Regions from separate parts of the Danio rerio genome. Here all the other regions are linked to region 1. The links are chromatin contacts, called in public Hi-C maps. All regions are on one chromosome and are shown on one strand. The core of a region is the stretch at or near the end of the contact, and the rest is flanking DNA. Distances in the headings are between cores, read along the strand shown. Region 1 overlaps rbfox3a (RNA binding fox-1 homolog 3a). Region 2 holds the start of rbfox3a (RNA binding fox-1 homolog 3a). Region 3 has its middle 38 kb from the start of c1qtnf1.

The links. Hi-C and Micro-C count contacts between places; a contact is called where the count stands out from the background.
Region 2: a Hi-C map of embryo shows a contact between it and region 1, with 2.4 times the contacts expected there. The contact joins the promoter of rbfox3a here to the enhancer-like site in region 1. A contact is called at or near these places in 3 of 18 Hi-C or Micro-C datasets (caudal fin, embryo and skeletal muscle) and 1 of 4 datasets of contacts at active chromatin or transcription factors (caudal fin).
Region 3: a contact with region 1 is called in a Hi-C map of embryo, with 3 times the contacts expected there. The contact joins two enhancer-like sites. A contact is called at or near these places in 6 of 18 Hi-C or Micro-C datasets (caudal fin, embryo, hematopoietic stem cells and 1 more) and 1 of 4 datasets of contacts at active chromatin or transcription factors (caudal fin).

What each region holds. Positions count from the first base shown.
Region 1 is chr12:34,692,311-34,695,695 of GRCz12tu, reverse strand. The region is part of intron 7 of rbfox3a (RNA binding fox-1 homolog 3a); the gene reads right to left. Among named protein-coding and RNA genes, the nearest start is that of rbfox3a, 370 kb to the right of the region's middle. Within about 2 kb of position 2,100, at least 5 of the 62 cell types and tissues checked have an H3K27ac peak or open chromatin away from gene starts, as enhancers often do.
Region 2 is chr12:34,326,571-34,330,044 of GRCz12tu, reverse strand. It overlaps rbfox3a (RNA binding fox-1 homolog 3a), which reads right to left and starts at 1,951. Exons shown (of 19, transcript XM_073918641.1): 1 at 1,864-1,951. It also overlaps a transcript of enpp7.2 not described here.
Region 3 is chr12:35,184,784-35,188,673 of GRCz12tu, reverse strand. No RefSeq gene overlaps it. Among named protein-coding and RNA genes, the nearest start is that of c1qtnf1, 38 kb to the left of the region's middle. Within about 2 kb of position 1,688, at least 4 of the 62 cell types and tissues checked have an H3K27ac peak or open chromatin away from gene starts, as enhancers often do.

The sequences.
Region 1 (3,385 bases), core at 851-3,350:
GGAAGTAAAGCAACACAATTGATAATGACATTCAAGATTGATATAGTACACCCACTTTCCGTTAATAGTACCGACATTCATAGTAGAACTCACTATAATGGCCAGGAAGTACATTCAGATTCAAATGTGAATGGATGGATGTTAATATTGCAGTATAATACACTTATTTGACTGTCATTGTAATAGGTAATTTTAGGATTCTCTCCTCTCCATATGCACCAGACACTTTCTTATCAACACTCCATGGTTATGGCGCCGCATTGGAGAGGTTGTGTTTCGAAAACCAATGTTGGAATGATGGCTGAAGACGTGCAAGTTTATACTGCAGTCATGCCATGGTTCCTAGAAGGACGGTCATGCAGTCTGTGTAGTGAGTTTATGGGGCCAGGTCACCTGCAGCCTCAAATTCAGTGTATGTTTTCACTCTAAGATGTCAACAACAATAGTTAAATAATGCAATGCACTAAGTATATCGAACAGACATTGCAACATACACATAAATTACAGCTTCAACCTAAAAAAAAAAAAACTAAAAAAAAACACGTATTGGTAAGTGTCAAAATTATTCCAATTTATACCTTTTCAATGGTAACTATGGGATAACTAAAGTAACTGATGTTTATTGGAATAACTGATTAGCCCTACACATATAACCAATTCACACTGTTAAGTATAAAAAAAAAACATTTAAACATTATTTTTTAACATAAAATGGGGTTTATATATATATATATATATATATATATATATATATATATATATATATATATATATATATATATATATATATATATATATATAATTTATTTATTTATTTATTTATTATAATTTTTTTTCTTTTTAAATATTTCCCAAATGATGTGTAACAGGGCAAAGAAATTTTCACAGTAACTTGCCTAATTATCCTAATCTGCCTAGTTAACCTAATTAACCTAGTTAAGTTAAATGTCACTTTAAGCTGTATAGAAGTGTTTTGAAAAATATCTAGTCAAATACTATGAACTGTCATCATGGCTAGGAAAAATAAATAAAAAAATCAAAAGATAAAAAGTTATTAGAAATGAGTTATTAAAACTAAAAAGTTTAGATATGTGTTGCAAAAAATCACTCCGTTAAACAGAAATTGGAAATAAACAGGGAGTGTAATAATTCAGGGGGGCTAATAATTACTTCAACTGTAAATAGTACTAGTAATTATTTACTAGAGATTTTTTTTTTCATCAGATACTTTTTTTTACTCTTACTTTTAAAGTAACTTTTAAGACTTTTACTTGTACTTTTACTTGAGTAAAAATTTTTGCAAGTACTTAAATATAGATTTTGGATACTCTACCCACCTCTGTAGGTGACACTCTTTTCCTTTCCATACGCACCAGACAGCCTTGTATTAGAGCCCCAAGTTTCTTGAAAAAAATTGTGCAATTCTGAGTGTGCTCCACACAGGTAAGTGGATTTGACAAACCACCTGTAGGACACACTCTCTCCTCTCTGATTGAAAAAAACTATACTAACTTAGACTTGTACTATAATTTACATGCTGCTGCTCTCAGATGACTTAAAGTGCTTCTTTTATCCTCACTTGTAAATCGCTTTAGATAAAAGTATCTGCTTAATGAATACATGCAAATAGCATGAATTGAAAGTGAGCCTGAATTGTGCTAAATTCTAAATCAAATTCATGAATTATAAATGCGGTCAGAATTATAAAGCAAATCAGAATTTAGCTGAATTTTCCGTCACAGATGGTTCAGTCCAAACAGGCTCTTTAAATGGCAACACTCACAGCGACAAACGAAGCCACGGGTTTGTTTCCTGAAGTGACCCTGCTAAAAATTCTATTCTTGTGTCATGAACCCTGCCCGGGTTGACTGTGCCCTGCTGGGCACGAGGAGGACATTCCTAGACCACTGAGATGGAAACTATAACCAGGGCTGAGGTAAAGCTGTGGCCCGGCCATATCCGCTGGCGCAGACCAAGCTTTAAGCTCTTCCGGCTCCAAGTCCATTGGCTGCCTGCCCGGCCCATGGAAAGGAAGTCTGACCAGGCCGCCCTTCTCGCATCAGCTTTGTAAACCAGCCTCCTTGTGCTGGCATGGGCTGTGGTACAGGGCCATATGTCCGCTAGCGCGTGAGTGTCTCCTTACATCTGCTCCTACCAAAACCCCCTGCCAAGGGCCGGATGACCTGGAACACTCTGGATTTCTTCCTCAGCAGTCTGCTTTCTGTTGCTTATTTCCATAAATATGCGTTTTATCCCCTCACTGCTTTCATAATCTAATCACCGAGCTGACAGAGAAAACATAAAACCCCTTTTTAACATATAAACAAACATGTCGATTCAAATGTATGTAGATGTGCAAATGTGTTAGCATTAGAATGCATGAACACACACTGTAGGCAAAACTGCACATAAATCTACCCACTAATTCGAACTAGCGCTCAAAGAGGACAACAAAGAGGCATTTGAAAGCAGCGAACGGGTGTTTCTCATTGGTTACAGCGATCGTGGTCAGCTCTGACAGGCCCTATCGCTTTCACAGCCTAGTCAGAGATCTGCTCTCCTGTGGGAAGCAAATGTGCTTTGATTATCTGTCACAGCTTCCGTGTTTCTCCTTATCAGCCGGATTACGCACAAACCCAAACGCCTTAATCCTTCATATCAAGACGGTGCCACAAAGGTAATGTGGCAAACCTAATCAAGACTTTATTAGGATAATATCATTAACACAAAAGGATAATTACATAGTCTTCTGTGCATAGATTGCAAAGGCCTTTGATATTCAGTCTCTTTAATTGAGAGTGTCTTAAGGAGAGCACGATAGCAGGCTGCTTGATCCTTATTGGTGTTAATGCCCAGTCAGACTCCATTTGTTTCTTCATTATATGATGTTTCCAGTAAAGTCTGCCGTGCACAAAAAAGGGCTAAAAAGCCATTCTGGGGTCTCAGTGGAGAAGAAGGTTGGATTATCAAGAACTAAAGTTACACAAGAAGAAGTTGAGAATGCTGCAAGCAGTTGCAAGCAAAACTGCTTGTGATAAAATGATTTATTATTATTTCTTGTTCTTAGACCTTTCTGGCTCCGACATTGATATTCTCAGTGTACTAGTGCAATCAAAAGTGGCTGCTGTGGTTGCTGTGGTATTTGTGATAAAAGTGCCAAGGGACTTGTCGTGGTAGAGAGTCAAATATCAAGTAATCCATACACACAGATTCTAATGGCATCGCGGCGGTGCAACATTTTCCTTTTATTATTGGTACTTGAGGGTGGAGAGGAAACTTTACCTCAGAATCAATTTCTGCTGATTACACACACAACAAAGCCAGGGTAAAAAAAAAAAAAAAAGAAAAAAACATGATGAAAAACATAAATGCAGATTCAAAAGGA
Region 2 (3,474 bases), core at 702-3,201, 370 kb after region 1:
AAATTATATTGCCACTTGTGCTACGTTGGTAAATCAATTAAAGAAAAGTAAACATTGACAGAGACATTTTAAGTGTCTTTATAGTACTGTAAAATATAAACCTATACAAACAACTTTTAAAGGTTTTTTCCAATTTGTTTGCATGGCAAGGTTGAATTTTGTCTCAAATTACTTGTATGTAGGATCAGGGAGCTATCTGACAAAATATTTTTATCTGCATTCTGAAGTTGAACTAAGGTCCTGAGAGATTGGAACAACATGAGGGTGAGTAACTGTTGACAATTTTCATTTTGGGGTGACCTGTCCCTTTAACAAACCTACCACAGTAACTGTTGTATGCTTTCAATTTATTTACATTATATGGACTAAAAGACAGATCAATATGTGTGGTTACCGTACCAAAAGCTCCAACAGAAACACAAAGAGATCAGTAGAGAATGTCTGGCATGATTGAACACCCCCATAACTGCTATGAAACACATGCATCACTTTCGAAAGCTTACGTTAGGTTGTAATCACTGGCATAGATCTAAATGGTCCTTGCCATTTACCACCAGTTGTTTCCAATAGTCATCATAATACATTACCATGCCCTCAAACAGCTAACATTTGACATGTAGCAAGCAGGTAGGCGGGGGCTGGGAAAGTGCATCATAAACTGCATTATGAAATGAGATGAGTTTTGGGGTCATGAACGTATGTCACATGGAGGTCGTAATATAAAACAAGCACATGGGTTTCAGTTATTAAAAGCCTGGGTCAAGACCATGAAATTACCAATAACACAAGCACATAGAAAGTAAGAGGTTGTGCATGCCATGCAATGATGTTCAAAACATTGTGTAAGATTTACAGCATCTATTGCTCTCTTTTTTAACAATAAACCTGCAAGTTTATTGAATTCATCTCATTCAAAAGTGATTTTTAATAAATACTTCTTGGTAAAACAAGGTACAAATAAATAAAATAATACTCATTTGGGATTTCATAAGGCTTTTAAACGTTACAAGCTTGTCGCTTACACTAATACAATTATGATTTAGGTTGAGCAAACACAGGTTTTTAATTACAGTAGCAGCTGATTTATATAAAAAAAAAGAATTTATTATTATGTCTAGAATTTCTAGACAGAGGTAGGCAGTACATTTTCACATCTTAAGTAAAGGTCAAAACCTGCTAAAAGGCGTTTTATATACATAAAATCCAGCGACGTGGGTTAAACCATATTCAATTCAATGTGACTATGACAGTTTGAAAAAAAACTTACGCAACCCACCAAACCATATAATTTACACCACGGGTTACCTTATACTTCGACAAATTTATTATTGTAAGTGATAGACAAATTAGACAATTCCCGAAAATACTTAGGCCTACTATTTGTTACTATCAGTAAATATTTACTGTAAACTGTAAATAATATGAGAAAAAAAACAGCCTTGACTTAAGCTCATTTATTCGTCAATAGGGTATATGCCGAAGTATAGTAATAAGACTTTTAATTTGCCAGTAACCTGGTTAAGCGCTTCCGGTGAACCAAATGCCATCGTAAAATCGGCGCGTTTAAGGTCTGTTTTCTTTGAAAATCAGCAATCTTCACTCAGAATGTACAAGAAGCACTGCATTAAATTACATTTTGCCCGCTATGTCTTCATAATATGAGCATTTATTTACCCCAGTATATTCAATTGAGCTTCTGCGCTAGCCTACCGATTCTGACGCGCGTGCAAGTAAACGGCTTATTTTTCTCGTTTTACGCTTGAGCAACTAAATAAATGCCAAGTCTGTTTAACTAATTGTATTTTAATGACATTACAACATCGATGCTGTAAATGGAACCGTGTAAAATGGAAGAAAACTTACAATAACAGGTCACCGGAAGTTTGTCAGAATGGGAACAACACTAGCTCGGCAGGTGCAAATCAGGAGGGCCTGTCGGAAGCAGTACCGCGAAACTATGAAAGGCCACACCCATATTTACAAAAAGCAATCGGATTGGTTATTAAACATGACAATCTAAAATCAGCTCCTGGATTCTCTACATTGGATTTCGAAGACCATTGTGGGTGGGGCTAATAGGTCCGGACCTACACGGACCCTAATACAACTAAATTTTGTGTCTTCTGTTTTTTATACATTAAAGTTTTAATAGATCTTTTTTTCTGGTTTTATTTCTTTAAAGCCTACAAAAGCAAAGAAGATAAGGATGAAATTACAGTTGGTGTATCTAGAACAGTGATGCCCAAACTAGGGCTAGAGGGGCTGAAGTTGGTGCATGGAAAGCTTTGATTCAGCCCAATATCCCATCTGAGAAGAGAGGAAGTAGTAAGTAGTAGTAAAACTTTATTGTCTTTGACAAAAATATTTTATTGGACATCACCATATTGATGCAGACATTCCAAAAACACAAACAATAAAAAACAATACACAATACAATAGTTACAATAATTACAATGTTAATTAAGATAAGCTCTTGTTAAGTAAACCCACTGAAACTGGTACAGAGGATTATTTATCGGTTCAACCTACACTTAGGGACTCTCAGAGAAAAGCAATTCATAATGTGGAAACAAAAAATGAGTGGGATCATTCAGAATCCTTTCCACCTGATTGAGGACACAATTCTCATATAAATCTTGAGGATTAAAATATTCATCGTGCCCAACTATTTTCCATCCTGTCTTTAAGAGACTTAGATTTACACTTTTTACAGATAGGTTGCCAAATCACACTGTACCATATCTAACCATGCTTTCAAGAACAGCTTTATAAAACAACATCATAAGCTTCTTCTTCTCCAAAAAGTCGTGACCTCCGTAAAAAATACAATCTCCGGTGTAAACGAGAGCAAACTCACTCTATGTGTTTTCCATGTTAAAATAACTGTCAATGTACTGTAAATGCCCAAGTACTTATAGGTCTCTGACTGAGTAATAGGATGGTCGTGTACAACCACTTGACAATGGTCACCTACAATATAGCCTACGCTTTGGTTCAAATACCATCTCTTCTGTTTTCTTAGTATTTATTTTTAGCCTATTTTTATCACACCAATCGATAAACTGGCTAATTTCTGACTGGTAGATAACACTTATATAATTATTCTCTAAATAAATCAGTATGGCTGTATATTTAAAATAAAATTCTGTGAATGCTTACTTGAACATTCATTTGTAAAAAGCTATAAAAAGAATATGTGAGCTGACACAGCCTTGTCGTACCCTATTGGTATGTTTCCAGATTTTCAATTTAAATTTAATGTAACCCTTTGTTTTATTGTTAAAAGCTAACTAAAATAAAATATTTCAATTTAATTGTGGAAGTTATTCAGATTTTTTTAAAAATACATACTGTCACCCGACAGTGCAGAGACTTTGGTAAGAAAATCAAGTCAAAGGCAGATTCTGCTCTAGTGTTCTCAGCATTGAACTCCACTGTGTTATAAATATAAATGTTTTTGTTTTATTGCTATTT
Region 3 (3,890 bases), core at 439-2,938, 490 kb before region 1:
GTTTTTTGGCCGCGAGGGCCGGTGTCCCTAGCTCCAGAATCTGTTGCTCTCAGCAGTCACACTTTTTAAATGAATTAATTTATTTACTTGACCACAGTCTTCTTATTCATTATTTTACCGCAGCTCTGCTCTTTTTATATATTACCAGTCTGCAGGTTAATAATGATATAAGTCACCTTTCATTGTACAACCTTTGCGGTCCAGTGGTTAGCATGTTAGATTACAACGTCGCCGATCTGGGTTTGATCCTCATCTGAGTATGTTATTATTTTCATTTTTATTGTTGAGACATATAATACCGTTTGGGTTGTTGAACATTTGAAGTTCTAAAGCAGCTGTTTTCTCAAAAAAAGACTTAATGGTGTAATTAGAAACTGAATTGGAAATGACCTTATTTTAATATAGTCAGTCGTGATCTGAGGTGGGCCAGTCTGAGGCTTGAAACTCCAGGGCTGAAAAGAAGTCCCACTCCGGCCCTGTCTTAATATGTGAACTATCAAAGACGTAGTCTAAATGTTTGCATTCTGAGGGCTGGACCATTTGTTTGCTAAAGTCCAGAAATCTTTCACAGGTTACGTAGGTGGTCAGGATGTAACCTGCTATTTATGTACTCTCCCACTGATTTTCATTTCAGTTATTCAGGCAGATTTGTAATGCTAATTTGCTTGTTTTGTGGGAACTGACGGCATTGTTGCTACTCGTGGCCTCCCTGCGCAGAAGTTGTCAGATGAACCTTCATGCACGGCCAATCTCTGCCGACAGGACAGGGAGGGTAGAAGTAGGCAAGAGAGAGACAGAGAGTAAATAAGGAAAGATTGCGGACCAAAGTGACCCTTGACCTTTCTTATGGTTGCACCCCGATTCAAAGTGGAGAGATGCACTCTCTCCTTTCAGCACAAATAAACGTTAACAGCTGCTCCTTTGAGGGCACTTCTACAGAGAGAAAACTTTTTCGCCACTGGAAATAATTACATTTGGCAAAGGAAAGAACTCCTCTGGTTCCCTCAATCTGATTTTAACATACCACAGGCCTGTTGCTGAAGTCAACAAATATTTACATTAAAAAGCCATTAGAGGTCCCCTCTGTCTCTTGACAAGATCTCTCCAAGGTGCATTTGGCCGGTTTTCCTGCCCGCACGATTCTCTTTTAATTGCGCGCGATTAGAGTCCAGGGACTTTGGGGAGCACGAGGCGACCGTCCTGTGACTATAGGACCATTAAACCTTTATTGGAGGCTTTTTGCTCTATGGTCATGCCCATGTGCGGAGGGATGGCTAGTACACAACCGGGAAGTGTTAAAAAGGGCCTCCCTTTTTTTAATGCACCTTTTATGGGTGTTCAAACAGCAGAATAGGCTCTTGTAATGTGCTTCCCACCCAGATGCCAGCGCTTTGTCCTGTCCCACCGGCCCCTCCCCACCTTACATAGTTCATTAATTGGTCCACTAAAGACTTATCGTGTTGGCGCTCGTTTCCGTTCCTCTCGGTTGTGAAAAAAGGCCCCCTCGCCTCAAATTCGGAGGCTCGTCCGCCCCTCTTTTTCTCTGTCCCGCAGCAGATGCTACTGTTCTGCCTTACTGGTGAAGGCTTCCAACTTAATTAACACTAAATAATGAAGTGGATAAACACGCCATGCGAGCACATGCGCTCAGCACTCAATCCTGTGCTATGGCTCTGCACATTGCCTGACGCCCACGCTCTACAGGAAGATATCAATGACTGTACCAGTCCAATGAGTCACCAACCTGAAACCGTTCAAGCAATTTCATTAATTAACAAGAGAGCAACTGAGTCAGCATGCTGAGTGGATTACTCAAGCCTGCGCTCTCTTAGACCGTACGGCAGCTGGGTTTTCAAACTTTTGGCCGATGTGCAGTATTGATATCTGCTGTTTGTGTGGCATGAAAAAGGCGCTTGATGAATATTTGTTTTGCATTCAGTCTAGCTCAAAATATAACAGCTCAGGAGTTGGATAATCAGTGTTTGTGTTTGTGGACTATACAATAAGGACTGCATATGGTCAGGAACATGTCCAGGCAAGGGCTAAAATTAACATCCAGCAAGTGCCAAATGAGAATAAAAAGCAGCACTGGTAAGTAGATAAAACAGTGCTGCTCACAGTTGACTGGTAACTTTTAAAAAAATTAATTCAGTCACACTTGATTTTAATGTACAATTCATGCTATTGGCAAACCATTATCTAAGACTTTTAGCAATAAACTACTAACTAGCGGCACGATGGCTCAGTGGTTAGCACTGTCACATCACAGCAAGAACTGCCGCGGGACCAGTTGGCATTTCTGTGTGGAGTTTGCATGCTCTCCCCATGTTTGCGTGGGTTTCCTTTGGGTGCTCCAGTTTCCCCCTCAGACCAAAGACATGCACTATTGACCTTATTCTCCAACAAGGAAGTTTGCACGTTTTTGCGATTGTTTTAGAACTTCTGATTCTGTTGCCTACGGGAGAAATGACTAGAAATAATAAACGCCAGAAAACACTCAAACTACTCGGTCTACAAACAAATGTGTTCATTACTATACATAAAAAGTAGAATAATAAAATAAAAAAAAATTTGTTTGCAACAACAAGCAGCAGAACGAGCTGTTTTTAACTCTAAAAATGAATAAAAGTTAATGAGACCGGAAGTCTCGAGTCAAAAACATTTAAATGGCTGCACCCGCTCAAACGTGAAGATTAAGGTAAATAGGTGAATTTGGTAAACCAAAATGAGCCATCGTGTATGAGTGTGTGTGTGTGAATGCAAGATTGCACAGTATGGGTGTTTCCCCAACATAGGCTCATTCTAAAAATATTGCATTTCATCCTGCTGCATTCCATCTTTAAAACAAACGCTATGTGCCGGTATGGCAGCGTTTCTTTCCTAGCTGACCGCTTACCTCCGTATGTATGACTTTTCCACTGTTAGGAGTTTGTCCAGTGGACTTTTGACGCAGAGTTGACCACGATATCGAGGTTTGAGTCCGGTGAAGCAGAAAGCAGGTAAGACAAAAACAGAAGCTAAAAAATAAAATAAACAACTACATAACAGGGTGAGAATGTGGTATATCTGAAAATGTGGTAAAAATCAGGGGGCTTTTCTTTATCTGGATTGCTTTTTAAAACAGTATTGGTTGGGTTTAGTGAAGGGGGATGGTGGGGGTAGAAAACTGAGATCTGAAAAAGCATACACAGCAGCCTCTGGTGGATTCATGAAAACAAAAATTGCAAAAAACATGTATTTTTCTCTCTCCAGAAATGTAAAGGGGTTAGTAATCGGAATGAGCCTGGGTTGTGTTTCCCAGTACTGGGTTGTAGCTGGAAGGGCATCCGCTGAGTAAAACTCAGGCAAGTCATTTCACTCTGCGGCCATCTTTGAAACGACTCTCTGAAGTGTTACAATTAATGAATAAATGAAAAAATGTTTATTATTAAAAATGAATGCAAAAAAATAAATAAAAATTATTTGAAGTAATTCCTGCATTTATAATTTCTTTAATTTATGGTAATTAAAACAAAACGTATTAGTGTGCCAAAAAACACCACTGAGAATTAGGGATAATTACAAAATAAATCAATCAATAAAAAATCCAAACTGATTAATAATGAAACCCGCCATTATTGTGAAAAAAAATCCAAAATGATGTAAACACTATTCACATTTCTGCATTCAAAATGTAATTTCCATTTTCCCACTTGAATTTGAAGTAAAAAATGACCATATTTGTGTTTGATTCACCTACATATGTGATCCAACACACCCCCTGGCTGCTATGTTTAACCCCGACGCAAAGAATGTCAGACAATAAAAGCTCATTTAGAGGAAATGAATATATCCTCTGGATGTGAGGCCTCTAATCACTCATGTATAAATGACTCTCTGCCACAAGCCGA